Regions from separate parts of the Sus scrofa genome. Here regions 2, 3 and 4 are each linked to region 1. A link is a contact called in public Hi-C and HiChIP or PLAC-seq data. All regions are on one chromosome and are shown on one strand. The core of a region is the stretch at or near the end of the contact, and the rest is flanking DNA. Distances in the headings are between cores, read along the strand shown. Region 1 holds the start of ATXN1 (ataxin-1). Region 2 holds the start of GMPR (GMP reductase 1). Region 3 overlaps ATXN1 (ataxin-1). Region 4 overlaps ATXN1 (ataxin-1).

Region 1 (3,823 bases), core at 718-3,217:
GGTATTGGCTGGGAGCATTTGGAAATCTATTAAAAGCATTTCATTAACATCTTGGCATTTTGTTTCCTCAAAAGAAATACATTTTCCAAATTAAAATCAAAGCCCAAAGCCACCACTGTTTACACTTTAAGATGATGGCAGTTGATGGGTTGTAGGGGTTAAGCTTAGGGTGTCTGCAGACTGAGATCAGGGGCTACAACGGACTGAAAGAAACAAAACAAAACACATCAAACTGTTTGGGAAAGAGGGAAGGTCTTTGTGACTCTAACTACAGGATATTAAAATATCTAGCTGTAAGCTCTGTCGGTTTGTTTTTCTTGAGTCACCCATCAGCTAGGAAAACTGACCCACAGGAGGGTCCGAGTTTAAGACAATTATTTTATGAGGAATTTACCAAGTTTACCCCAAAGAGGAAGAGTTAGAGAAGAGGCACTGGCCAAGTTTGCTTTTGGACACAAAGAGGAAACTGTGTGTCAGGATTTCAGCGGGGGTTGTCAGGCAGTTTGATATTTGCAGAACCCCTGTGGGCCAGGCCTCTCCAAAGTTTAAGGGCTGGAGTCTCCAGGGAGCTCTCAAGCTGACTGGCGATCAGGGCTTGCTTTGTGCCCTGGCACAGGCTGAAACGATGCTCCTGCGGCAGATGCGTTCTGACAGCGCAGAATAATGGCCCTCAGCCTTAAACTGTAAATTACAAACAATCCCTTTTTAAGTACAAAATGAATGCGCAGAATGGAAGACCCTGTCAGCTAGAATGCGGAGTAAATCAAGAAGAAGAAGACAAATTGTTCACTCATACCAGTACAGCCAGATTTTTGTTCTGCTAACCGGACTGTCATGGGAGAGCGTTTCTTCTTTGTCAGATAAAAAGAGAAATTAATGCTCCGTTGTAATTCTAATAAATATGCCAGGCATCTGAAGCATCTCCTCCGAAAGCCAATCAAGAGGCAAGGTGAGGTTTCCCGACCCCTCCCCCCTGCCTCGGGTTTGAAAGTTGTAGCCGAAATACCAATAGTAGGAACACGTGACCCCCGTCACTCCCAGCGCGAGCTTTTTCTGCAGTCAATTTCATAATTACTTCGCTCCGCCTCTCTGCTCAGCACTTCCTTCCCCCTCCCTCTCGTCGCTCCCCCACCCCCAGCAATGAATCACCGTGCATTTAAAGAGCCTTCGATGACCCAGTGTGAACTTTACTGGCATCTTGTACATTCTTATGCCAAAAAAGGGGAGTCTCTCTGTGACAGGAACCTAGCCAGAACCCCGCAGCAGATCTCAGAGGCAGCAAGCTTGGGTGCTTATCTGGGAAGATCGGTGAGGGTTAATTTTCCTAGATCCTGGTGATGATTCAGAATTGCCTATCTCGGTTCACGATCAGGTTTTAAAAACCCAGTTCAGCTCTTTGTGCAGCAAGGAATATATCAGAGAAAAAAATGTTGGCAGATCTCCTTATGCAATCAGGGCAGAGGAATTTATACCACATCAGCCTTTTGATTTCTCCAGCTCTGGCTGAGGGTGGGGTTTCCATATTTGTGCTTTGGCAAATGTGCCCAAGAATGAAGTCTTCCTTAGAGATGCTGCTCTCCTGTCTCTTTAGGTTACTGTGTGCTTCTGTGTGCATTTATTAAAACCAGCAACATGTTTGCCCCTTCCTGTATTTAATCCTGTTTCTGAGTAATACAGATCAAGCAGACGGTCTGCGCCTTGCCTTGAGAGGTTGTTCACCCTATTTCAGGCAGTAAAGGGTGGATCACTGAAGTGACACTGGGCCTTTGGCATATACTTTCTCTCTATCTGGGAAGTCCTCCTTTACATGGCGATTTTATCCTCATCCTCCGAGATCCAGCTCAGGCACCAACCCTTCCGTGGAGTCTTTCCTGATTATCACAAGAATTTGCGGCTCTGCCCAATGTGTGAGTCAGAGAAGTGCTATTTTCTTATTCTTTTTATTTATACAGTATTTTTTTTAACTCTGAGAGGGAAAAAAAAAAAAAATCAAGGCCATAAGCACAGATGGAGAGCGTATCCCAAGTGAAAGCTTCTCTTATCTAATATTTCCTGTTACTCCCAAATCCATTTGACCTCCACTTAGAATTTCACATGTAACTGTTTTCCTTTTATTGCTCCATTTATGTGTTTTCCCCCACAGGTGGGCTCTCAGGGTAAGTTCCTGTTGCCCTCTGTTGTGGGTGGAGTTGTGCTCCCCTGAAAGATATGTTGAAGTCCTTGCACCCTAGGAAAGTGAGTGACTTTATCTGGAATTAAGATGTAATTAGTTAAGATGTCTTACCAGATGAGGGTGGTCCCTAAATCCCACCTGACCGCTATTCTCCTAAGACCGGGGGACACAGGGAAGGGGAAGAAGGCCCTGCGAAGACAGGCCGAGATGGAAGTGATTTAGCCACAAGCCAAGGAAAGCCAAGACTGGCCAGCAATCACCAGGAGCTGGAAGAGGCAAGGAAGAATTCTTCCTTAGCGCTTCAGAGGGAGCAAGGCCCTGCAAGGCCCGATGCCTTGATTTGGGGCCTCTCTCCTCCCAAACTGTAAGAGTACATTTCTCTTGTTTTAAGCCACCCTGTTTGTGGTCACTTGTCATAGCAGCCCCATACACCCTCTTTATTCCATCTGTTGCATTCTTCCTTCTTCTCTTTATTTACATCTAGGGCCTTATCTCTTTCCTCTATGGATACACACAGGTGATCACTTCTGGATGCATATGTGTTTGGTCCTTTACCCATGACAACGGCCATAAACAAAAGTTTCAGTAGAATAGGAAAATTGTCAAGAGAGTTCTAGAACCACTTCCCCATCCTCCCAGAAACACCTGGCTTCTAGCCAGAAGCACAGAGGTTGCTAGAGGCTGGAGAGAAGGCAGTGTCCAGCCCTGGGCCTCAGCTCAGAGGTCTTCCGGAGGCCTTCTCAGCTCCCTCTATTGGTGCCAGGATGCACCAGCAGCTCTGCTCTTCAGAAGTGGCATTTCAGCCTGTGGAGTTGGGGTGGGGGTGAGGAAAAGACTAAAAAAACTAAATGAACTGTTTGGCACAGAGGAGGAAATACAACCCCCGAACTGATGCTTTTTTTAAACTGTGCATTTGAGTCTTACAAAAGTACTTGTGAAAACCTCAGTCTTTCCGAGCCTCATCTTTCAAAGCACAGCCGGGAGCTCATTTGTTTCAAGAGGTTTTCCCCAGCAGGTAGAAGGAAGCCTTACACTCAAGCCCACACTCCCAAGGCAGCTGTTCTCTCCGAGTCACTGTGAGATGTATAATACAGCTCTTGCACACACATCTCAGTAAATGGCAGCTCCATCCTTCCAAATGCTCAGGCCCTAAAGCATCTTGACTCCTCTTTTTCACATCCCCCACCCACATCCACTCTGCCTCCAAAGCCAACTGGCTCTACCTTCCACATGTATCCAGAATTTGACCATTTCTCACTTACTTGGGCTGCTACTCCTGGAAAACTGAACTGCCACCATCCTTCATCAGAACTATTGCACTGGCCTCCTGCATTGTCTCTGCCTCCGGCAGGACCAGCTCACACCATGACTGAGCATCTGCATCAGGTGATGCCACAACTCTGCTCAAAAGCATCTGATGTTGCGCTTCCACTTGGAGTCAAAGTCAAAATCTTCCCATGGCCTCCAAGGCCCCACCCAATCTCTTTGTCTTTCAGATCCAGTGTCCCCTCTCTTTTCTTGTCACTCCACAGCTCCAGCCCCACTGTCCCCTTTGCTGTTCCGCAAAAAAAGCCAGGCGCTCTCTTTCCTCGGGGTCATTCTACTCACTGGTCCCTCTGCTTGGAGTGCTTTTCCCTGAATATTCACACG
Region 2 (3,823 bases), core at 831-3,330, 480 kb before region 1:
TAGCCAGCTGGAAAGTGGTGGGGTCAGGGTTTGAGCCAAGGCAGAGAGCAGTCCTAGGACAAAAGCAGCTTTAGTTAAGGTCCCAGTAAGTTTTAAGGACCGAGAGATTTATGTTTGTTTGCTGCAACCTTGGGCAAGTTATTTATCTGGTCCTCATTTTCCTTATCTATAAACTGGCTTTTAATGAAACTGAGCAGGGCCCTGCGGGGCTCCTGGGCACAAAAGCCCTTCTGTGTCCCCCATTTCTTGTTTTAGGAACGAGGCTGCATTCAGCCTTCTGGACCTTCCCAGAGTTCCGAAGGGCAGGTTCCAACGAATTTCCCAGGCTAATCAGGGAAGGGGATGCAGAGACTGTGGAGGAGCAGTGTAGCCTTGGGGCAGGGTCCTGGTTCCCCTTCAAGGGGTATGCATAACTGTATCTTTGAGCTCTTCTACTGAACTAACCCCCCCCCCCCAAATGGAAGATGGTCACTACTTGATGAAACATTCTTCATTCCAAAAAAGATCAAGCTGCGACAATCTCAAGAACCACCAGAACCTGTGTTTGTATACACCCTGATCCTTTTCTGTGGCCCTATTTTTTTTTTTTTTTTTCTTTTTGCCATTTCTACAGCCGCACCTGCGGCATATGGAGGTTCCCAGGCTAGGGGTTGAATCGGAGCTGTAGCCACCAGCCTACGCCAGAGCCACAGCAACGCGGGATCCCAGCCATGTCTGCAACCTACACCACAGTCACAGCAACGCCGGATCCCTAACCCACTGAACAAGGCCAGGGATCCAACCTGCAACCTCATGGTTCCTAGTTGGATTTGTTAACTACTGTGCCACGATGGGAACTCCTCTGTGGCCCTATTTTCCACTTGGAAACTGTAAGACCCCTTTCTATTCTCTCCCAAAGGAGGGCACCGCCTTTAGGGCATTAGCCTGCTGTGGCCTCCTTTGCCTCGCAAAGTAGTAAAAGCTACTCCTTTTTACCTCACCCAAAACTCTGTCTCGGTGATTCTATTTGGCACAGGTGGAGAGAGGCTAGCTACGCTGCCGCAAAACATCTTCATTGGGTTGTTGTGAGATTGAAGAAGGTGGTGCAGGCCAAGCTCTTACGCACATTCCTAGTGTATAAGAAGGGCTCGGTGTGGTCAACAAGTGAATTAAAAATAAACTGACATCGGAGTTCCTGTAGTGGCGCAGCGGAAATGAATCCGACGAGGAACCATGAGGTTGCAGGTTTGATCCCTGCCTAGCTCAGTGGGTTAAGGATCCAGCGTATTGGTGAGCTGTGGTGTAGGTTGCAGATGCGGCTCAGATGTGGTGTTGCCCTGGCGAACGCCAGCACCTGTAGCTCCGATTAGACCCCTAGCCTGGGAACCTTCGTATGTGAGGGTGTAGCCCTAAAAAGCAAAAAAAAAACAAAAACAAAAAACAAAACAAAACAAAACACAAAAAACTGACATCACCAATAACTCAAAGGGACTCAGGTACCTGAACCCAGGATCTGTGCCAACTGTAGACTTCAAACCAACCAACCAACAAACCAGTCCCTAACATCCAAAGGGATCCTAAAAATGCCTCAACAAACCCAATGCTGCAAAACAGATTCACCTGCCCACTCTTAATTCTATCCAGTTCCCAGGGGTTTCTTAGTTTTTGGCACGTGGGCGGTGTGACTCAGCATCTGCTGAGTATTAGGGCTTGACATTAGAGAAAGGAGAAGGGAAACCTTTCAAGGAGTGGACTTTTCCTTGGGTGAGGAGGTCACAGGGCAAGTCTTGGCCGTACCCTTGGTGACAGCACATTGTGAATTCTCCCCCTCACTCCCTAACCCCCCCTCCCCATACACCCTTCGGTCACCGTACTAAGCGAGGCGATAAGAAACGGGAGCGGGGAGGGGGGAGGTGGTTAAAATGTCACACGTGCGAACTTCTTGCGTGCGCCTGGTTTCTCCCCATCTCGCCTATCCTTTCTGGCCCGCACCGAGGTCTCCCGCGCGGGGAGGGGTCAGGGGCGGGGCCGGCGGAGCGAGAGGGCGGGTCTAGCGGGGCCGGAGGCGTCCAGAGGCCAGAAGGGCGCAGCGTGCGCGCTCAGCGGCCCGCAGGCACCCGCCGGGGCCGAGCAACTCGCCTTCTCGCGGCGCCGCCCCGCCCCAACCCTCTGTGGGCCCCGCCCCCGCCCTCCGCGGGCCCCGCCCCCGCCCGCTCCCGGCCCCCACCTCCCCCGGCGCCCGCGCTGCAGGAAGGAGCTGCGGGCTCCAGCCCCTCTGGTCGAGCGCGCCGCTCGGCACCATGCCCCGCATAGATGCGGACCTCAAGCTGGACTTCAAGGATGTCCTTCTCCGACCCAAGCGAAGCAGCCTCAAGAGCCGAGCCGAGGTGGGCCCCTTCATAGCCGCATTGGGGTGGGATTTTTTTTTTTTTTTCCCCGTGTGGCGCGAGGGAGGTGGGTGCAAGGCGCCAGAATGGGCCAACATTGCCAGCTTTTTTAGTATGTCTGGAGATGGATGGGACGCTGACCTCTTTTGCCCTCGCACCACCGTGAAAAGGAAAAGCCAGCTGGTTCTTTGCAAGGACAGGAGGTGTCTTTAAGGGCCCGGGCTCCGGCCCAAAATTCTAAATACGTCCGGTTGAGTGGGCAAGGGGGAAACACACAGAACTTGATCCTAGGGTAGCGAAGATCAGGTGGTCAACTGATTTAGAAAGAATGGCGGGGGATGGGGGTTGAGGTGTGCTTATAGAGAGAAAATGATACGGTGGAGCCGGAGTATAAAGGGAGAGGAAAGATTTTGGCAGTGTTTCCTGGTGCGGAGAACTCCGGCCGCTTTAGGATCAGGTCTAGCAATGGAATTTTTTTAAAGGTCTGAAAAGCAGGGCAACTCCAGGGCAAAAGTTCAACGTTTACTTTCCGCATTTCGGTGACCTTTTGAGAGCGAGGCTGGGGACCTGTGCCTGGTGGCACCCTCTTACTGGACAGCTGCAGTCCAGTCCAGTTCTTTGGGAAGCTGAAAGCAGTGGAGTGGGGGCAGTGGGACCAATGGGGTGGTCAGTTGTGCTAGTTGTGCCTTAGTGAAAGCAAAGCCTGAGGGACGACAGGTGGAGGCCGGCCTGGAGATAGGGAGTGGGGGGCAGGGAAAGGTCAAATCTTGAAGGATAAACTAGTTGCACAGAAAGACAGAGTTCCCTGGAGGAGTGGGTGCTGGTGACCGTGGTTTTGCCTGGTGGGCTGAGAGCTGGAGAGGAAGGGGAAACTGCTGGGTCTGGAGACTGGGGTTGCAAAAGTAAACAGGGGGAGGCTGAGCCAGCTTGCTGCTCCCCCTCCCCCCGCACGACCATAAATAAATCCCCTTGCAGGAACTGGGCTGCCTGCCTGTGCCCAGGCCTGACTCTTAAGTGCAGTGCCTGGTGCTGCCAGTCGAGGGCTTGCGTGGATTAAGGAAGCCTCTTGATTTGCGAGTGACCAGAACCAGCTCACCTTCTCAAGCAGGTGGTCGCACCCTTGATGATTAATCCTTCTCATCCTTGATTGGTCAGCTCTGCTCCTGACCAGTCTGGTCCTTCATCATGCCCTTGCAGGTGCCAAAGAGTGGGGCAGACACTTAGAAGCAAAATCAACAGCTGGGGTGGCAGGCCTGAGTTTCCTCAAGTCTAAGCAGTGTAGCTGGTGCCTGAGGCCAAGACAAGATGTGTTTATTCTGGGCAGACAGATGATTTGGGGGCCTCAGCAGCCTAAATGGTCACAGTTCACTTAGTAGAGAGAAACTCCTTTTAAGAAAAATGAAGAGTTCCTGTCGTGGCTCAGTGGTTAACGAATCTGACCAGGAACCATGAGGTTG
Region 3 (3,823 bases), core at 537-3,036, 400 kb before region 1:
CCCAAAGCAGGTAGGACAGGGGTCCCTGAGGCTTTCTGTGTGCAAATTACAGCAATGCTTCACACACTAGCTAGTGTATGACCCTCCCACTGTAAAGGCCAGGACCCTGAGGCTTAGCATGGAGGTGACTCCCTCAAGGTGACTTAGCATGGAGGTGACTCCCTCATAAATGGCACCTCCCCTCTGTGCTCCTTGATATCCTGCTCTCTCCTATACACGCTCCATCCTATAACTGTCCGCAGGCCCGCCTGGGCTAACACTGCAGCCTGCTCCATCCTTCGGCTGTAATGGGCCCCATGGTGACGACTTCCTTTGTCATCACGTCTAAAACCTTGACAAGGCCACTGAAGACCGCAGCCTCGTTCCTCAGTCCATTTTTTTTTTTAATTTTATTTATTTATTTTTGGCTTTTTCTAGGGCTGCTCCCATGGCATATGGGGGTTCCCAGGCTAGGGGTTCAATCGGAGCTGTAGCTGCCGGCCTACACCAAAGCCACAGCAACATGGGATCCGAGCCACGTCTACAACCTACACCACAGCTCACGGCAACGCCGGATCCTTGACCCACTGAGCAAGGCCTGGGATCAAACCCGCAACCTCATGGTTCCTAGTCGGATTCATTAACCACTGAGCCACAACAGGAACTCCCTCAGTCCATTTTTTAAAGTTTTACTCAAGTACACGTGCTTTGCAACAGGGTGATAATTTCTGCTGTACGTCAAAGTGACTCAATCATACGTGAACACACACCCATTCCCTTTCAGATTCTTCTCCCACATAGATGATCACACAACACTGAGGAGAGTTCTCTGTGCTACACGGGAGATCTGCTCGTTGCACTTTTTACGATTTTCATGCGTCTTTCTCACCAGACTGTAAGTTCCTTGCGCTGGATAGAGACCGAGTTTCATAACCCTGTGGGATTCTAGGGCTGCTCTTTTTCTTTGCTGGCTGACACTTCTTATCCTGTGTTGCTCTTCTGTCACCTTTCGAAGCTGGCTACCATAAGGCAAAGTGTTTCCGGATCGCCTTCTCCATTTTTGGATGTGATTATACAGGGTTGGATCAAAAATGGAACTCATGACAGAGGGACATAAAATACTCTATCTCTGAAAGGCATCTGGACTTAGAGATTCCATCGCAAGCACAAATTCTCCTGTGAGATTATGAACCCCAGATACTTCCCGTAGCAGGAAGTCCAAGTACGCCCTGCAAGATGTGGGCTACACCGGAAGGCCTCTAAAAATCCACATCCCATCCTCCAAAACCATGTCCAGATTGTCCGCGCATTCATCCCAAGGAAACGCTGCTGGTTGTCTTTGGATCGACGGGAAGGACCATGTATTTACCAAGCAGCAATTTTATTGAAAGCAGCCTAAATCAAGCAGAGCAAGAACAGGGAGACGAGCTAGAAAGATCAGCCAAGATAAGAGGTCTCTCGGAAAGAAATGTTTGTTTTAATTTTAGGGGTATGACTCACACTCACTGAATGGGTGGCTGAGGTCTGGCCCTCAAGAGACGAATGGTTCATTTTGAAAAGTGGAGCAAGTGGGAAAATCTACGCTCTGCCTCCATTTTTTCTTTCCCCCCCAGAATGAGGCTGCTCGGTGGAGCCCAAGATGCCCCAAGTCTTTCCCAATCACCAGCAACACGGACAATGGGAGGGCACGCTACCTGCAGCTGTTTTCAATCAAAAAGCTGAGTAATTACCGCAGCCTCTCCCGGGGCTCGCAGGCGGCCCAGCATGAAGCTGGTGGAACATTAAGGACGTTGAATGAGCTGCCAGGAATTTGGCTGCCAAATCGCTCCTCCTCGCCCTGGCTCAGCACCATGAACTCAATCAGGTATTCATTCAACAGGAACGCCACGCTCTCTCTAGAAGGATGCTGTCGCCCTCGGAAAGAGGCACACCGTCACATCCACAGCCTCGCATAGGGGACATCCGGAATGGCTGGATGCTCTTTCCTTTAACTTAGGGTCTGGGAGGAAGAGACTCCTCCCTGGAGGCAGGACTTCTGAGATAAGCCATGAACGGAGGTGATAAGCTGGTCAAAGATGGAAGCGAAAATGGGCTTTGCTTATTCTATGCCTGTGGCGATGTCCGGTGCTTTCTTCCACAGCTCTTACTGATGGGCCATCCACAGATGGTTGACCTTGATGTTGCAGAGACTGGGGTGTGGTAAGGAGCCTCCTGGCTTTCGGTGATTGGTGACTCTAGGGAAGATATCCAACTTCCTAAGCTTCGGTTTCCTCTTGAAGAAAACGGAGAGAGTAACAAGCTCTGTTTCATGGGGTTCTTAGAGAATTGCATGGGACAAGGCAGTGCCCAGCCAGCAGGCTGGAGAACCAGAGAAAGATGTCCCTAAGAGTTAACTGCTTCCAGGCATCAAAGGACCTCCCATCAAGGATGCTGAGGGCACAAGCTTGGGATCCCAGCTGCCAGACGTGGAATCCTGGCTCCTTCACCTGCCAGCTGTGCCTCAGTGTACCTGACTCTATGATGGGAATTATATCAGTAACTCGGGTCTTAAGGTTTGTTGGGAGTTCAAGCATGCACCGAACACAGCCCGCGGCCTGGCCCACTGCACAACCTGTACATACTGGCTGCTGAAGCTATGATTCTCTCTTGAGAAGGGCCCTCCTGCCCCCACTGCCTCACCCTGGGTCATATTTTCTTTCTTTTTTATTTCGTGATTTTTATATTTTTCCATGATAGCTGGTTTACCGTGTTCTGTCAATTTTCTCCTCTACAGCAAGGGGACCCAGTCACACATACATTCTTTTTTCTCACATTATCATGCTCCATCATAAGGGACTAGATACAGTTCCTAGTGCTAGACAGCAGGACATATTTTCATCTGTCTTAAAAACACACGCTTTCCTCCCTCGGCTTCTCTCCCGGGGGGTTACTTCCTGCAACCCATGTGCCAGGCAATCGCGGCAAAGATGCTGGGCAGAACCATCTCTAATTAAAAGGTTCCTTGCCTCACCTCCGCAGCTCAGAAAGTTTCCCAAGCCTGTAAAACTTCTTCTAGAAAATAATCCATACGAGGGCAATGATATATATTGCCCCCTACCGGGACGAACAGCTTGCCTGCAGAACAAATGGTCTGTCCCATCTACCTTCACACATAAAATTCAGATGTGCTTACGTTTTTGGTTTGGGGTTGTCTGTATTAACTGCTGTTTCTTCCTGCAGTATCAATAGAAGCTTTCTGGCTGATCTGAACCTGGAGCATGGTACACACTTTAGACGCAATTACTCACTACAAATGAAATCCACCCCTTTCCTATTTAACCTCTTCCGACTACCCATGCCTTAATGAGACTCTCTGCGACATGATCAACACACAAAAAATGGCCAGTGATTTTATTTGAGACACGAATAGCAAACGAGAGACCATAAATAATGCCGCTGTAACTGGAGGCACCCAATGCCTATCCTCCAAATAGGCCAATGTTTAAAGGACAAATGGAAATTCGAGAAAGTCGGTGCCCAGTTCCTTCTCTAGCACTGCAGCCTTGGCAGACAGTGAACCTCTCCAAGCCTCGGTTTCCTCATCTGTAACCTGTGAGTGATGATAATGTTCTCGAAAGGCTGCTGTGAGATGAAATAAGACGACGTGTGTGAGAAAGCACAACGTCTATTGCAGAAAATCTCAACAAGTTCTCCTGCCTGAATGTCCGTTTTGGCTCCAAGGGAATCTTCACCTAGATGCTGTGACATCCCTTTATCACTTTCTGAAACCAGCATCCAGTCTGGTTCCATACTGGTGCTGCTGTTTGGCACCAGGTCTCCAGGCCTAAGAGCCACTTAACTGCTA
Region 4 (3,823 bases), core at 980-3,479, 280 kb before region 1:
CCCTGGCAATGCAGTGGCCATCAGTGACAATCCACAAGGAAACAGCTCTACCACAAAGAGACTAGCAAGTTGCAACTGTTTACCTGTTCATTTCAGCAACACATCACAACACAATAAATTGTGTTCTGGGAAAGTTCTTATCCTAACAGTATTACAGCTGGCACAGTTACTAGGGAACAATCACTGGGCTAAAACTTAATACACATTATCTCGCTTAATTCTCTCAACAGTCCTGCGGCATAGGTGTGATCAGCCCTGTTTTACAAAGGTGGTCAATAGGACTCAGAGAAGTTGGGCAATTTCCCCAAGGACACTCAGCTAACAAATGGCAGGTCTAGGATCCAAACCTAGATATGAGTCCAAAAGCCCTTATTTGGGACAAATCCCTATAAACTTGGGATGCTGTTAAATGGAAGCAAGAAAACTACCTCCCTTTGAAAGGCAGGGAATTAAAAGCACACAGGAGGAAAGCTTGCCTGTGGTCCTGGGGGTGGGAAGAGTAAGAAAACCCATGTGTCCGTTCTTAGCCTGATGCGTCTGCTCCTGGACCAAGCCCAAGGCAACCTCATCTTCTCCTTAGTTATAAATAGCTCGATTCACACCTACCCCCGTGACTGACAAGAGCAAATTCAAGAGAGAGAGAGAGAGAGATAACAGTTCCTTTCTATTCTAGATGTTCTTCCAATTACTGTATATCTAGATAGGTCGTGGGGGGAAAAAAGCATGAAGCATGACACTCATGAGACCTAATTGGGCTATCATCTGCTTTACTGAATCTCTTTTTGAAAAGCAACCAACCAGAGAAGGATTTTAATCTTCCAACTTTAATGTAATTCACATTCTGTATCTATTATTCATATCAATAGGCGAGAACTGACTTCACTGCCTGTGTACCATGAAGAATGATGAATATTTAGCATTAAATATTGAATTAAGAGTTACATGATGATCCTTGGGGGGGGGGGAGAAATCAACTCTGCCTCTCCACTGTATCAAAAGGCACCTAATAGGTATTTCTTGTTCTAGGAACACACAATGTCTTCTACCATTTAAACCATTTTAATGACTTAAAATAATGACCTGTTAGGCATGCCACATGCTTGTCAAACAAAACGGATTTATTTTACTTAAGAAACATCTTGGAAACACAGAATGCTCTGAAAGTACAAACGACTCCCTCGGATACTCTTTTTTTGTCCAAATACTATTTCTTCTAATTCCAGTTCCAGATCTTCAATACCTATCCTGATTCTAGGTGTGAAGGGGGGCATTAATATTTGTTGAGCACATAAAGTGTGCTAGAAATGTTCAGTTACAACCCTAATTGGCTTTGCCATCCAGAAGACATGGGCATAATGCTGTTATCTCGGCTACGCATGCTCATTCAGTGGAGTAAGGGCTGAAAGGTCTCTGAGAGTACCAGCATTCTTTCCGTGATGAAAGGTACTAATAATACTGCATGTCCTTTGTGGGCTCCCCATGTTCTGGGGAAACCCTTTCACCAGATTCCCTGGTTCCCCACACACCCAACAAGTTTTGCACGTGGACCCACCTTGACTTTGTTAAAAAAACAAACAAAAAAAAAAAACAACGTCCTGACATCTCCATGCCAACAGGGATGGAAGCACTCTCTCGGAGAAAATGCCAGCCAAAGACACCGGCTAGGGGCTTCCGTGATTAATTGGCTATGGAGTAACATCCCCATGACATCCATTGTCAACTGACTGCCCATTTGCGACGTTATCCAGGCAAGGCCAACTATGTTAGTGGCTTTAAGATATCAAGCATCTGCGTTCTGTTGGATGCAAACCAGAAGAGGGGGAAAAAGTCACTTAGTGCCAATTTAATCTGGCATAAAGGGAGGAGGAGAGTAATTAAGGAGAAGAGGACAAGGCGAGGAGTGTTCCTTTGCAAGGCTGCATACGGAGCCCATTCAGAGAGCTCCAGTTACACGGAACTGCTTTCAGGCCAGACCTGTCAACAGGAAAGAAGCCAAGATCGACTATTGTGGCTATTCCCTTTAACCTCCCTTGACCTCTGATTCCTCCCAAACATCTACCCACATCCCCAACTCTGAACACCGGGGCTGATTAAGCATGGGAACATTAACCCAACTCACAAGAAAACGGACAGCATCTGATATTCTGAGATCCCCTAAGACCCTGGCCAGGCATTCCCCCCACACTGCCTGGGCTACCCATTCATCAACCTGTTATTCTCCACAGGACACCGTGTGTACCAGCAAGACCATGTGGTCCACGAGCCCGCGTAAGTGACACCCCTACGATAGTGACATCCTCCTCCTGGAGACCTGCCCGAATGAAGGAAATGGAAAATCCTCTTTGAGCAAGGTGACTGCCAACTCCCTCCTGACCCTCCAGAGGCCACCCTCTTCCACTGCGATTCCCCAGCTTGCCTTTAGGGAAGCGCCAGCCGGCAGGTTGCTAGGACAACTGGCATCATTGCTGGGGCACAGAAATAGATCGCCAGCAGAGCTGGGAACCTGGACTGTAAACTTCGATGACAGCAACAAGATACCATTTGGCAGCTAATCTGCTGCACTGAAGGCGTGACAGACCAACAGTACCCCGTGGACAGCTCTCACCTTGACATACCATCCTTTAAGCCACACTTGCACTTGCTACAGTGGTGACAGAGAAGCGGCAAGAGACTCGCTGCAGACAGAGGCTGAATGACTCCATTCCAAATGACACCAACTAGTAGATATGCAAAAACTAACATTTGTCTATTTAATTTATTAGTCTTTTGAAAGGGCGGGCGGCGGGGAGGCTGTTCATAAGCAGAAAGAGGAGAACCAGAAACAGGTAAAACAACTGACGCTGCCAAAGAGAAGGGAAAAGAAATCTGTTTGCACAGGCAATAGCTGTCCCAGTTCTCAACAACAGCATCCTCCTCTCATACCCCCTTTCCTTGGAGGACGAGGAGGAAAAGACAAAGGAGACTGGGAAGGTAGGGCCTGCCACGGTAGAAAGAGGGAACAATCTTTGGGTCCAGTTCTCTTTGTTCTGCGGGGAAAGTTTCCCAACACTTTTAACGGGTAGCAACTCGCAGGAGCTGCAGACATGAAGACTGCCTATCAAAGTCTTGGATTTTAGCCCTGGAGTAATTACCATTTTTTTCCTAGTTCTATGCAAGCTGCAAAGACTTGGAGAAAAAAAAAATGAAATGAGGAGCAACCTAATGGAAATTTTCAGGGAACAGTGTTAGCAAGAGCATTTTCCTTTCCAGATACGCAAAACACGGTACCCTGATGTCTGTAAGGATGGCTCATGTGGTATCACAGCCTAGCACCCGGGCAGGGGTCCTGATCAGTGAATTCTGCTGGCACTGTGGACAAGTCCATCCCAGGGCTACACACTCATGGCTCGAAGAGAGAGAGACGGTCACCAGACGTGCATGATAAAGGTATCGAAAAAGAAGTGACATTTAGCGGTGGAAGAAGATGGCTGAGTCCCAAGAGCCTGACAAGTGCTTAATGGAGTTTTGGAAATAAACAGATTCGGAATGAGACTGCCATTCATATCCCGTTAATAGTTCCCCTTTGGGGGATTCTTGCTTAAGGAAGTCGTTTCAGAATGTAAGCACAGACAGAAAAATGACATCGAAAGACTGACGTCCTCCACCATAGTTTTCCAACAGCTATGTTTTCTACCTCGCCTAAAACACAGTGTGTATTTGTTGAAAAAGACCTTCTCTGAATCACGGAATGTTGTTATTCAAGGGTCTGCAAATGATGAACATAATCCTCAGGATATAGAGAAGATGGATTGAGTCTTCTAAGAGTCCACCTGGCATAATTTAT

The links. A called contact is a pair of places that touch in the nucleus more often than the background predicts. HiChIP or PLAC-seq counts read pairs in DNA pulled down with a chosen protein or histone mark.
Region 2: a contact with region 1 is called in an H3K27ac HiChIP or PLAC-seq map of alveolar macrophages. The contact joins the promoter of GMPR here to the promoter of ATXN1 in region 1. A contact is called at or near these places in 2 of 47 Hi-C or Micro-C datasets (both in skeletal muscle) and 2 of 2 datasets of contacts at active chromatin or transcription factors (alveolar macrophages and skeletal muscle).
Region 3: a Hi-C map of skeletal muscle shows a contact between it and region 1, with 4 times the contacts expected there. The contact joins the enhancer-like site here to the promoter of ATXN1 in region 1. A contact is called at or near these places in 4 of 5 promoter capture datasets (fetal liver, fetal skeletal muscle and liver), 16 of 47 Hi-C or Micro-C datasets (alveolar macrophages, brain, embryonic fibroblasts and 9 more) and 2 of 2 datasets of contacts at active chromatin or transcription factors (alveolar macrophages and skeletal muscle).
Region 4: a contact with region 1 is called in a Hi-C map of skeletal muscle, with 3 times the contacts expected there. The contact joins the enhancer-like site here to the promoter of ATXN1 in region 1. A contact is called at or near these places in 1 of 5 promoter capture datasets (fetal skeletal muscle), 4 of 47 Hi-C or Micro-C datasets (heart right ventricle, psoas muscle and skeletal muscle) and 2 of 2 datasets of contacts at active chromatin or transcription factors (alveolar macrophages and skeletal muscle).

What each region holds. Positions count from the first base shown.
Region 1 is chr7:12,728,883-12,732,705 of Sscrofa11.1, forward strand. ATXN1 (ataxin-1) reads right to left here and starts at 1,968. Exons shown (of 8, transcript XM_021099774.1): 1 at 1-1,968.
Region 2 is chr7:12,252,313-12,256,135 of Sscrofa11.1, forward strand. It overlaps GMPR (GMP reductase 1), which reads left to right and starts at 2,081. Exons shown (of 9, transcript XM_001929120.7): 1 at 2,081-2,366. The coding sequence starts at 2,280.
Region 3 is chr7:12,333,460-12,337,282 of Sscrofa11.1, forward strand. All of the region lies in intron 6 of ATXN1 (ataxin-1), which reads right to left. Among named protein-coding and RNA genes, the nearest start is that of GMPR, 81 kb to the left of the region's middle. Within about 2 kb of position 1,787, at least 12 of the 83 cell types and tissues checked have an H3K27ac peak or open chromatin away from gene starts, as enhancers often do. A contact at or near this core is called in embryonic fibroblasts, retroperitoneal adipose tissue, skeletal muscle and 1 more, where this site is marked.
Region 4 is chr7:12,446,847-12,450,669 of Sscrofa11.1, forward strand. All of the region lies in intron 6 of ATXN1 (ataxin-1), which reads right to left. Among named protein-coding and RNA genes, the nearest start is that of GMPR, 190 kb to the left of the region's middle. Within about 2 kb of position 2,230, at least 5 of the 83 cell types and tissues checked have an H3K27ac peak or open chromatin away from gene starts, as enhancers often do. A contact at or near this core is called in skeletal muscle, where this site is marked.